Linked DNA regions of Rattus norvegicus: region 2 is linked to region 1. The links are chromatin contacts, called in public Hi-C maps. All regions are on one chromosome and are shown on one strand. The core of a region is the stretch at or near the end of the contact, and the rest is flanking DNA. Distances in the headings are between cores, read along the strand shown.

Region 1 (4,884 bases), core at 656-3,155:
TGTATTTTCACTACAAACCGTACCTCCCTAGGCAAACCAACGTGGATACTATGAAACACAGAAGCCAAAGCTGTGTTGCTGTCCAGTGAGAGCTTGAGTCATCCCTGGGACTCAAGCCTCTGCAGAGCAGAACTCTGAGGCCAGAGGGCCGCCCATTAGTCTTGACAGTCTGCGCTGCATAGAGCACCCCCTGGACGCAGGCCTCTGTCGCCTTCTATCTAATCCACAACCCAGAGCTTCCAAAGAAAACAACGGCAGGACCCTGGGATAAACAGCAGTGATTTACTAATGCTAGGCAAACATTGGGAAGGGGACCAAAAATAGCATTGGCCATTGCTCATCTGTCAAGAGGAAAAACAGCTTCTCGAGTGGCTCATCAGGCGTTGAGTGGTTGAAAGCGCTGTTAACTCTTCCAAACCATCTCTCTGAGGGCTCTAGGGGCGCCTGACAGCAGAGGTGGACATGAGCCACGTGTTACCTGAGCTGGGGTAGGGGAGACTTAGGTTTGAAACAGGCTTCGTTATGAATCGTATATTGTTACCATGAAGCTAGCTAGGGCTAGCCTTTGGTCAGTGCACGGAGGCAAGGGCTAGCCCTCAGTAGGGCTGCCCATTTTTATCGGTCACTTTCCTTGTCGCTATGATCGAACATCTGAAGAAGGTAACTTGAGGAAGGAAGGTTCTAGTCTGGCTCCCAGTTTAGGAGGCCACAGTCAATCACAGTGGGGAAGGCATGGCGGCAGGGGCTTGAGGAGTTCGGTTCCACTGCATCAGGAAGCAGAAAAACCGATGCTCACCCTTACAGTCAAGTCCATGGGTAGTTACCATGGTGATAGTTACCATGGTGATCCCAAAACCTGTGAAACTGACAGCGAATATTAACCCCTACACGGTCTGTTAGCTGGGAATCAGCAAAACCCAGTTCTCAGCCCCACCAGGCAGCATCACAGAGGAGGACTAGCATCCAAATGAGGAAGCTGAGCCTCAGATCGCTTGCCTAGGACACAGGCTTCTCCAGGATCTGTGCATCAGCTGACTACAGATCCTGGCAGGTGATGGGTGGATTGGCACATCTATAAAGCCCCAGGATGCTGAGCACGGTGGCTCAGGTCTGTAATCCTAGCACTCCAGAAGCTGATGCAGGAGGTTTGTGAGTTTGAAATCAGTCTGTCCTTAAAGGGGGGGGGGGGAGCTGGGCAGTGCTGGCATACACCCTTTAATCCCAGCACTTGGGAGGCAGAGGCCAGCAGATCTCTGAGTTCGAGGCCACCCCAGTCTACAGAATGAGGTCCAGGACAGACAGCCAGAGCTGCACAGAGGAACCTTGTTGAGGGGAAGAGGGAGGAAAGGATTATTTATACACGTACTATCTCCTTATAATCATGTTGCTCCCACTTCACTCTCGATAAATAATTCACCACGGGTCTGATGAATATATGCTGTCAAAAGGTGGGATGCAAGGCAGCAGACACCCTACCTACAGGGAGTAAGGCATTTACTTCTGCGAGGATCGTGACAGGGTCTGTGTGGGTGGACTGCCACCAGGATCCCACTGTCCACAGCTTCTCTCATTTTTGGCAGTGACATTTCAGACACCGTGTGGAAGGCAGATATTTCTGGAGGAGGCTTGACCATTGTGCTTGACCTTTTAGGAGAAAAGTAAGAAATCAGGAGCTAGAGAGAGGAGAAATTCTTCAGGCTCGGTGCCCCCCCCCCCCCCCCCCCCCCGCGCCTGCCTGCCGAGGGCAGCTTGGAGAATGACACAAGAGCGCGGCTCCAAGCGCAGAGATTTAGTACAAATTCACTATTTCCTCCCTCGGCTTCCGGTTCGGTTAGTCATGGGGAGGTCTGAATTTTCCTTTCCCAGAATCCTGGCCCAGAGCTTGCCTTGGCATCTCATCACAGCTCCCTCTGAGAAGCCTCTTGTGTTTCTGTGAGGCTGAGCTCTGGAAAATGGCTCCAGCCCAAAGTGACTCAGGGCTCCTGGGACAACTGGTGAAGATTAGCGATTTCCCAGCTGCAGACGAGAGGCGGGGTCCAGGGGTCCAGACCTGGTCCAGGCGGCTCCAGCTCTCACACCTGAGGTTGGATGAGGGAGATCACGAGGGAAAACAGAGCTCGGAACCATCCCTGGCTCCCAGCCATTCAGCTGCTCAGGCTCTGAGGGAACCCCGTGGATGAGCAACAGGGCTTAGGAGTGCTTCCTCCACAAGATGGCTGCGTCCGCGGATGAGTCTGCAGAAAAGCCACTAGACCCAAGGCGAGGGGGCCATGCTTGGCTGGACCCAGCTCCCCAAGGCCTCACTCCTGCAGACCTAGGGGGACTTGACCCATACATTACCTCCTTCTTTGCTCTGAGAAGAGGCAACATCAAGAAGCCCAGAAGATCTCCACAGGACTTGTGGGCACTGAGATGTGGCTCTATCTTTCACACGGACCAGCACCATCTACATTCCATCCATGTGGTATTTGGGGTTCTGGCTGTTCCTGATTTTTGAGCTAGTCTTATGTGGTCCCAGACTCACTATGACACTAAGGATGACCCTGAACTGCTGGCCTTCCCGCTTGTACCCCCCCAGTGCTTGGTTAACGAGCATGCGCCCCCACTTATGGTTCATCCACTTATTCTTGAACAGCTTGTCATAAAAACACCATGCTGGGCCTTGTGCCAGCCCCCCACTGTATATTACTCCATTTTTTCCTCTGAGCAGCCCGAGAGAGGCTTGTCAGAAGGCCAGCGTTGCCCTTCCATCTGCTGAAGGAGTGAGGGAGAGACTAAGGCACATGGGATCCCCTTCTGAAGGGCGTGGCTAGGACCGGACCAGAGTAGCCAGCCCTACACCTGGGCCCTCTGTGCCACCTCACTGTGGTACCCTATCCTCCAGACTCGCCTTCCCCCTGGACAGCTACTGTAGGCAACGGCAGCTGTGTCTCTTCCTGAGACCCTGTGTGCATTTGCTCTGCTCTGGGCGTCTGGGGCTTCATGTGTTGCCATCTAACCCCTCCCAACGCCCCCACCCCCACCCTCACCCCCATGAGGTAGAGATTCCATCTGGGAGCTGATCAGGGCAAAAGGCTTCCTGGTTGGGCAGCTCAACTGAATCTGAGTGGCCCAGCGGAGGGAGCAAGACCCAGGCATACGCCTTAGTCCTTCTTGTCTCCTACCCTGTGACACCCTGCCATGTCTCGGGGATTCTGCCATCAAAACGCCATCTCCACATTCAGCCCCTCAACTCTGACCCCTAGAAGCATGCACACAGTGAACACGTTTTCTTTATGGCTCTCCTGCTCTGAGACAATATTACTGGCAACAGACAAACCACAGACACAGAAAACAGACAAACATAGCACTTATAAATATTCCTACGTGTACAGATCGTGTGCTGCCTACAATATCAATCTATAGTCTTTCTTTAGATAAATAGCATTCGTGCTTTCTTGCATCACGCATAGAAACATTCGTTCCACAGACACTCATGTGCAGCTAAGTTTCTTTTTTTATTTACTTTTAAATTTTGTGTGTGTGTGTGTGTGTGTATTTGTGTATGCTCACACATGCAACATGTATGTATGACATACAGACGTGTGGACAGCAGAGGACAGCTTGTGGAAGTCAGTTCTCGCCTTCTACCACATGGGTCCTGGGAACTGAACTCAGATCACGAGGCTCAGTAGCATCCTCATCTGCCGAGTGTCTCACTGGCCCTGCCATTAAATGGCTGCCTAGCGCATCCCATCCTAAAAGCCAGCTGGGGAATTGTCCTTCCGACATGAGATTGGGCTGCTCCCACTGCTTCGCATTTGAGTTACGTTGCAGCCTAACACTGAAGCAACTGTCCTCTCAGATGTAACTCTTTCACAGTGAGGGTGGTGACAGGCAGGGAGGCCACCTCATCGGGATTCGCAGTCTGGTCCCTAAAACTTTCCCCGTGTTGTGCTATGGGGCAGGAAAGACCCTGGAGGTGGAACCAGAGCTAAGATTATTGCAGGCTATCCGGATGTGACCGGTGGAGCCCGGGCTACGACCTGGGTGGTGATGCCCCTCACCTTCGTATTGATGAGCCTCTCCCTGGCGATTGGATTGAAGTGTAGATTATGAAAGCGGAGCCCCCATGAAAGAGATCGGTGCTGGTGTGACTGCGCTCTGTAATTCTGGCACTCCGGTGGCTGAGGCAGGAGGATTGCTTTGAATTTGAGGCTCTCCTGAGTTACATGGTGAGTTTCAGGCCAGCCTGGGTTATAGGGTGAGATCTCCAAAAAATGGAGGAAGGAAGGGAAGGAGGGAGAGAGGGAGGGAGGGAGGATTGTTCTAGGAAGTAGGGCTCTGACCTTGGGCCCATCTGACTGAGAACAGAAGCCCAGTTCCAGGAAAGGGTTTGTCCTTCATGCAGCTAGACCAGGACCAGGAAGCAGATGGAAGATGAGGAGGTCAAAGTGCACGAGGGACCTAAAGAGAAGCTGGCACAAGGCAGGAAGGAAGGGCCCAGTGTGCCGCTACCGCTACGCTGTTCCAGTAGAGCAGCTCCAGGCCGGTCTCCAGGCTGCGCAGGCAGCCGCTTTAGTTGAGGAGCCCCACAGGTGCATGAGATGGAGACACGGACTGCACTGGCTCTGACTTTACCCTGAGCTCTAGGGTAAAGCCATGAGGGTCTGTACAGAGCTAAGGTCGGAGGGAGAGAGTGCCTGGTGGAGGATCCGGGCAGCACAGAGCCTGTGTGCCGGCCGGCTCTGTCGCGTGTGTCCTCCAAGTCCCGCTTCCTGACGACACCGTTCTCACAGCCTCACTTTAGGCATCATAAAAATGGGAATAAAATTATGGGCATCTAAGGCCGAGGAACACACACGCATGCGTGTACATGTGTGCTTACACTTCCATGTGTGCCTC
Region 2 (5,293 bases), core at 427-2,926, 42 kb before region 1:
AAAAGCACTGTCAGCAGCCAGGCTATTCCCAAGATGAGGGAAGTCTCCTGGGGATGCAAAGTTGGTACAGACCACACTTGCTCAGAGTCACGATGGTTCTCAAAAAACCGGCCGCTGCCACCAGGCACACTAGACTTAAAAACTAACAGGGGCTCCCAACACACCAACCATTCAGAAAGCAGGGCTGAGAGTCTGTCAACTCCACACAAGCCAAGCACAGGGAAACACTGTTTCCACTTTCGCTACTGAAAATAAAAAATGAAGCATGCACTTCTTCCAGAGCCAAAAAGACACTTCCACCTCCCTCCCTCCGTAACTGTGGCTAGGAATAACTTGAAGATGCCAGAGAAAAGGGGAGTCAGCCATGTGCCTTTGACATTGGCCGGCTAACTAGGGGTAAAGTCGGCTCATGGACGATCATCCTACTCAAGACCCTACCCTCTGGCTCCCTCGGCCGTGGTCTATTTCCATTCTTTTCTGGTCATGTAGTGTTACTCAAAACCAAGTGAGGAGGGCTACAAATTTTTGGGAAAGATAACTACATTTTGAAGCGTAAAACATTACAAACCCCTTCCGGAGAGAATCCTAGAGCAGACACCACCAACCAAGGCAAGGACCTCACACAGCCGAGACGACTGCCGAATCAGAACCTGTAAGTTCTAAGCGACCCGAGGTTCCCACGGCCTCACCACAGAACCCATCAGACACAACACACCGAGGAGGGACTTAGGGCTAGGAAATGCAAGCGCAAAAGGGTAGGCAGTTCCCGCCGCCATGAGGGGCCAAGGGCCGAGGTGGGCAGTGTAATAAGTAGGAGGGGAGGTCTGGCAGGACGACAGTCCGTCCTCACTGCCCGGGTGCAGGATGAGGAGCATCAGGCAGAATCATGCCTCTGGTCGCTGGAGCACCACAGTTCCAGCCCGACCGAGATCCCCAAGATCTGGGCGCAAGACGCGAGGATCGCGGGTCCCAGTTGGGGGGAATGTGGCTCGGGGAGCACCGGGTCTCGGGTGACAATGATCCCCAAGATCCCGGAGCAGGGAGTGTGGCTCTGGGGCGAGCTGGGCGGAGTGCAGAGCAGGGGGTAGGGAGTCCGGCGGAAGGGTTGTCCCAGCGATCCCGGCACAGGGAGTGGAGCACAGTGTCGCCAGCGCGATAACAGCCCCCAAGATCCTGGCGCAGGGCGGTACCTGGCTCCCGGTGCCCGCGCCCCGCGTGCGGGAGGCAAGTCGCTGCACCCAGAGCCCCGGGTGAGCGGGGCAGGGCCGGGGCTCGCGCCTCTGGCCTGAGGGCCCGGAGAAAACTTGAGGCGCGCGTCCGGGCCAGGGTCCCCGCGGGTGCTGCCCGGAGCCGGGGAGCACTCTCCGTGCACGGCGCCTCCCCGCTGCAGGCCCGGGTCGGCGCACAGGCCTCGCGGCACTCACCTTCCTGCCGGCGCCGCCCCCGCCCGCGGCCAGCGCGGAGCCGCCCCCCGAGTACATGTAGTAGGCGATGCCCAGCACCCAGAGCAGCGCGAAGCACAGCAGCATCCGCGAGCGCCGCCGCATCCTCGCTCTGGGCGGCCGCCGGGCAGCCTGGCGGCGCGGCGGGCGGAGCGCGCGGCGGGCGGAGCTCGGGGCGGCGGCGCGGGAAGACGCGGCGCTCGGCGGGCGGCGCTCGGCGCTCGGCGCCCGGCAGGAAGCGGCGGCCCGGCGGCGGGGTCAGGGAGCAAAGGGCGACCAATCGACGCTTAGGGGCGGGCGCGGGGGCGGGGCCGAGTCTCCATGGCAGCGGCTCCCCGCCCACTGCGCGCCCCCGGGAGTGGCAGGTGGAGACCGCGGGAGCGTGCGCGCGGTTCCCCAAAGACCCGGAATGGTCCAGTCTGCAGAGGTCGCCCTGGCTCACCGTCCATGTCATTTACTATTTGGGCAATAGTGGGTTCTTGGGTTTTTATTTTTATTTTCGCTTTTTATTTTTAATACAAGGTCTCATTCTATAACCCAGTCTGGCCTCGAACTCACCATCCAGCCCAAGCTGACCTCAAACTCTCAGCACTCCTTTTGCATCAGAGTCTTGAGTCGTGGGATGATGGGCACGCACTGCCCTGCTATCTGAACAAGACTAAGACAGGGAAGGTAGATTTCAAGGAACTTGTGAGGATGACGGTGCCTGCTCTTAAGAGCAAAATGGTGATGGTTTAAAATAAACATGAAAAAGAGGGGAGAATGATGGTAATTTATGTTTTTAAATCTGTTCATGTTCTATTGGTTGCTTTCTTGAAGGAATGAGGTGAGCAGAGTAACCCACTTCATAGAGCAGGCAGTGAGTTCTCTGACAGCAGCTCTGGTGACTGTAACCTTGTCCGTGCCCTTGTGACTCTTTAAGTTCCTGTGTCTGGAAAAGAATTTCCAGTACTTGAGAGCCTGCAAATATTTCTCAGATCTGCACAGACTGCAAGAGGAACGGACTCCCAGGGCGGTAGTCTGCCCAATTCTGAACAAAGGGCACAGCAAGCCTTTGGCTACTAGGATTTTGAGCCTCACCTGAACTTCGGACTTCTCAGAAGTGAGGAGGAAGAGCCACTCAGTCCCACCAGATACCCGATTCCTGCAGATGCCCTTCAGAGAAGACAGGCTTGTCACATTATAAGTACTAGAATCTAAACACTGTACTGACCAGAGAAGAGATTTGTAAAATAGTGAAGAGATGACAGGTTTGAAAACGCCCAGACTCTGGAGGAAAGTCAGATAAGTGGGAACAATCGTTGCCCCTCAGAAGCCTGGTAGTGAAGGGAGTGAAGAGGAAGCAGGACAAACCCAAAGAACATGAAAGAGAAGAGCGGCCCCTCCCCCAGCATCATCTGTTGAAAACTAAAACTGCAGAGGACAGAAGAGAAAGTCCCCACACAGAGCCCTGCCCCTAAATGCTTCCTATCTGAGAAGTCAAGGCTAGCAAAACTGCTTCTGCAAAATGAAAACAAAAATTAGTCATATCCTGAGTGTGGAAAAGGAATCCTAACATTTCATCTGATTATTCTCCCCCCCCCAACCCCCAAACACACACATTGACTGATGGTGGTTGTGTCACCTGTAATCTCAACACTTAGGAGGCTGAGCCAGGAATATTGTTATAAATGAGAGAGAGAGAGAGACAGAGACAGAGACAGAGACAGAGAGACAGAGAGACAGAGAGAGACAGAGAGAGACAGAGAGAGACAGAGAGAGACAGAAAGAGACAGAAAGAGACAGAGAGACAGAGACAGAGACAAAGAGACAGAAAAGAGCAAGGAGGAGGAAAAAGAAGATGGTGGTGGTGGTGGTGGTGATGATGATGATGATGATGATGATGATGAAGAAGAAGAAGAAGAAGACAGAGAAGATGGGGAAGAAGAGGAAGAAGAAGGAGGAGAAGAAGAAATAATAGTCTGGCGAGATGGCTCAGCAGTTAAAGTACTTACCATGCAAGTGAGGACCAGGAGTTAGAACCTCAGAAACACACCTAAAATGTGGGTAGTCTTGCTAGCCTACCAGTGGGACAGTGCATGGGAGGTAGTCTCTGGGGCAAGCTGGCTACCTCAACAAGCCAAGAACCAGCAAGCTTTGGTGTAAGAGACCTTGCTTCAGTATATAAGGTGGAGAGCTATCAAAGATCACACCACAGGTTAACTAACCTCTGGTCTCCACACACATGTATACATGTCTGACCTATCCCCACCAATAAGGACATGGTCTTTGCACACAGACACAATCACACATGCATATACACATGCACACTATTCACGTGTGAAATGGGGAGGATGGGGAGGAGATTGAAGATGAGAAAAACAAGTAAAAAGGTTCAGTAGAAGTTGTTGAGAGCCAGGAAAGAGGAGCCAAGTCCATTGTATTAGAGGTACTGAGAAGGAGACTTCAAAAGTAAAGCAAAACTGATATTAAAGTGTTAACATCTGAGCCGGAGGTGACACACACCTTTAATGCCAGCAAGCAGGAGGCAGAGGCAAGTGATTTCTAAATGCAAGGTCAATCTGGTCTATTGAGAGAGTTCCAGGACAGCCAAGGTTACATAGAGAAACCTTGTCTCAAAACAACACTCTCATCCTCCACCCCCTTCCCCCCCAGAAAGTGTTAATCTCTGCTGGGATGTAACTCAGGGCTAAGTTCTTACCTATCGTGAGCAAGACTCTGGATTTGAGCCCAGCATCATCACCGCTCAAGAGTACTTTCCAGTTTAACAGACATCTTTCCACAATTTTCATCTGGAAACTAAATACTCCAGGAGTAAAGGAAACGTCAACACTACACATCAAAGGTGACTTCCACACACCTTGGGAAAATGGTGTGGAATAACTGAAACATGCCTTAGCACTTGTACTAGATTCCTCTTACTTAAGCCAGTAGAAGGTCTGGGTGCCTCAGTGCCCCAGTGGATAATGTGCTTGCTACGCAAGTGTAAGGAGCTGAGTTCAGATCCCCAGACCCACAGGAAATCCGACGAGGCAGTGCGTGACTGGACTCACAGCTGCTCCTCTGATGAGGTGGGAGATAGAGACAGCAGAATTCAGAGAAGGTTGCAGGCCAGCTAGCAACAAAGAAACCAAATCCCCAGCAGGGTAGAAGGTGCAAGCCCACACAAGAAGTTATCCTCTAGTCTTCACCTGCATACCATGACACACACACTTCCACAAACACTTATCACAGTACACACACACACGCACACACACGCACACACACACACAAACACACAAACACAAACACACACACAAACATACACAAACACACACATACACACAAACACAAACACACACACAAACACACACACACAAACACACACTCAAACACACACACAAACACACAAACACACACACACACAAACACACATATACACAGACTTAAAATTCAAAGGAAAGGAAGACAAAGATGTAGCAGGCAGGATCACACTTCCTAAGAGGAATGCAAAAAGTATGGCCGAAAGAAAATGCATTTACACAGTGCTCAAGGCAAGCGTGCTAGCCAAGGACCCCATAGCAGGCCTCCAGGCTCATGGGCTACAGAGGTATGAACCAACTGTAAAAGTTTGGAAGCCCCACACTGTAACTTTAATTTTTATCAAATCCTACTTTTTATGATGGTTCTTAAATGCTTTATCCTCCCTTGTAGTCACCCACCAGAGGTAGTGGGGAAAAATGATATGGGGGGAAGTGGACCTGTTTAGAAAGGTTCTTTGGAGCAACTCCTGTCTGTGTTGTCTGGAAATCGGTAGTTTGGTTCAGAGGACAGCAGCGGCAGCCTGATCCACTAGCAAACACTTCATGGAT

The links. A called contact is a pair of places that touch in the nucleus more often than the background predicts.
Region 2: a Hi-C map of Schwann cells shows a contact between it and region 1, with 1.8 times the contacts expected there. The contact joins the promoter of Galnt2 here to the enhancer-like site in region 1. A contact is called at or near these places in 2 of 12 Hi-C or Micro-C datasets (the A7r5 cell line and Schwann cells).

What each region holds. Positions count from the first base shown.
Region 1 is chr19:69,066,017-69,070,900 of GRCr8, reverse strand. No RefSeq gene overlaps it. Among named protein-coding and RNA genes, the nearest start is that of Galnt2, 42 kb to the left of the region's middle. Within about 2 kb of position 1,905, at least 64 of the 93 cell types and tissues checked have an H3K27ac peak or open chromatin away from gene starts, as enhancers often do. A contact at or near this core is called in the A7r5 cell line and Schwann cells, where this site is marked.
Region 2 is chr19:69,107,040-69,112,332 of GRCr8, reverse strand. It overlaps Galnt2 (polypeptide N-acetylgalactosaminyltransferase 2), which reads right to left and starts at 1,676. Exons shown (of 16, transcript NM_001106196.2): 1 at 1,425-1,676. The coding sequence starts at 1,547.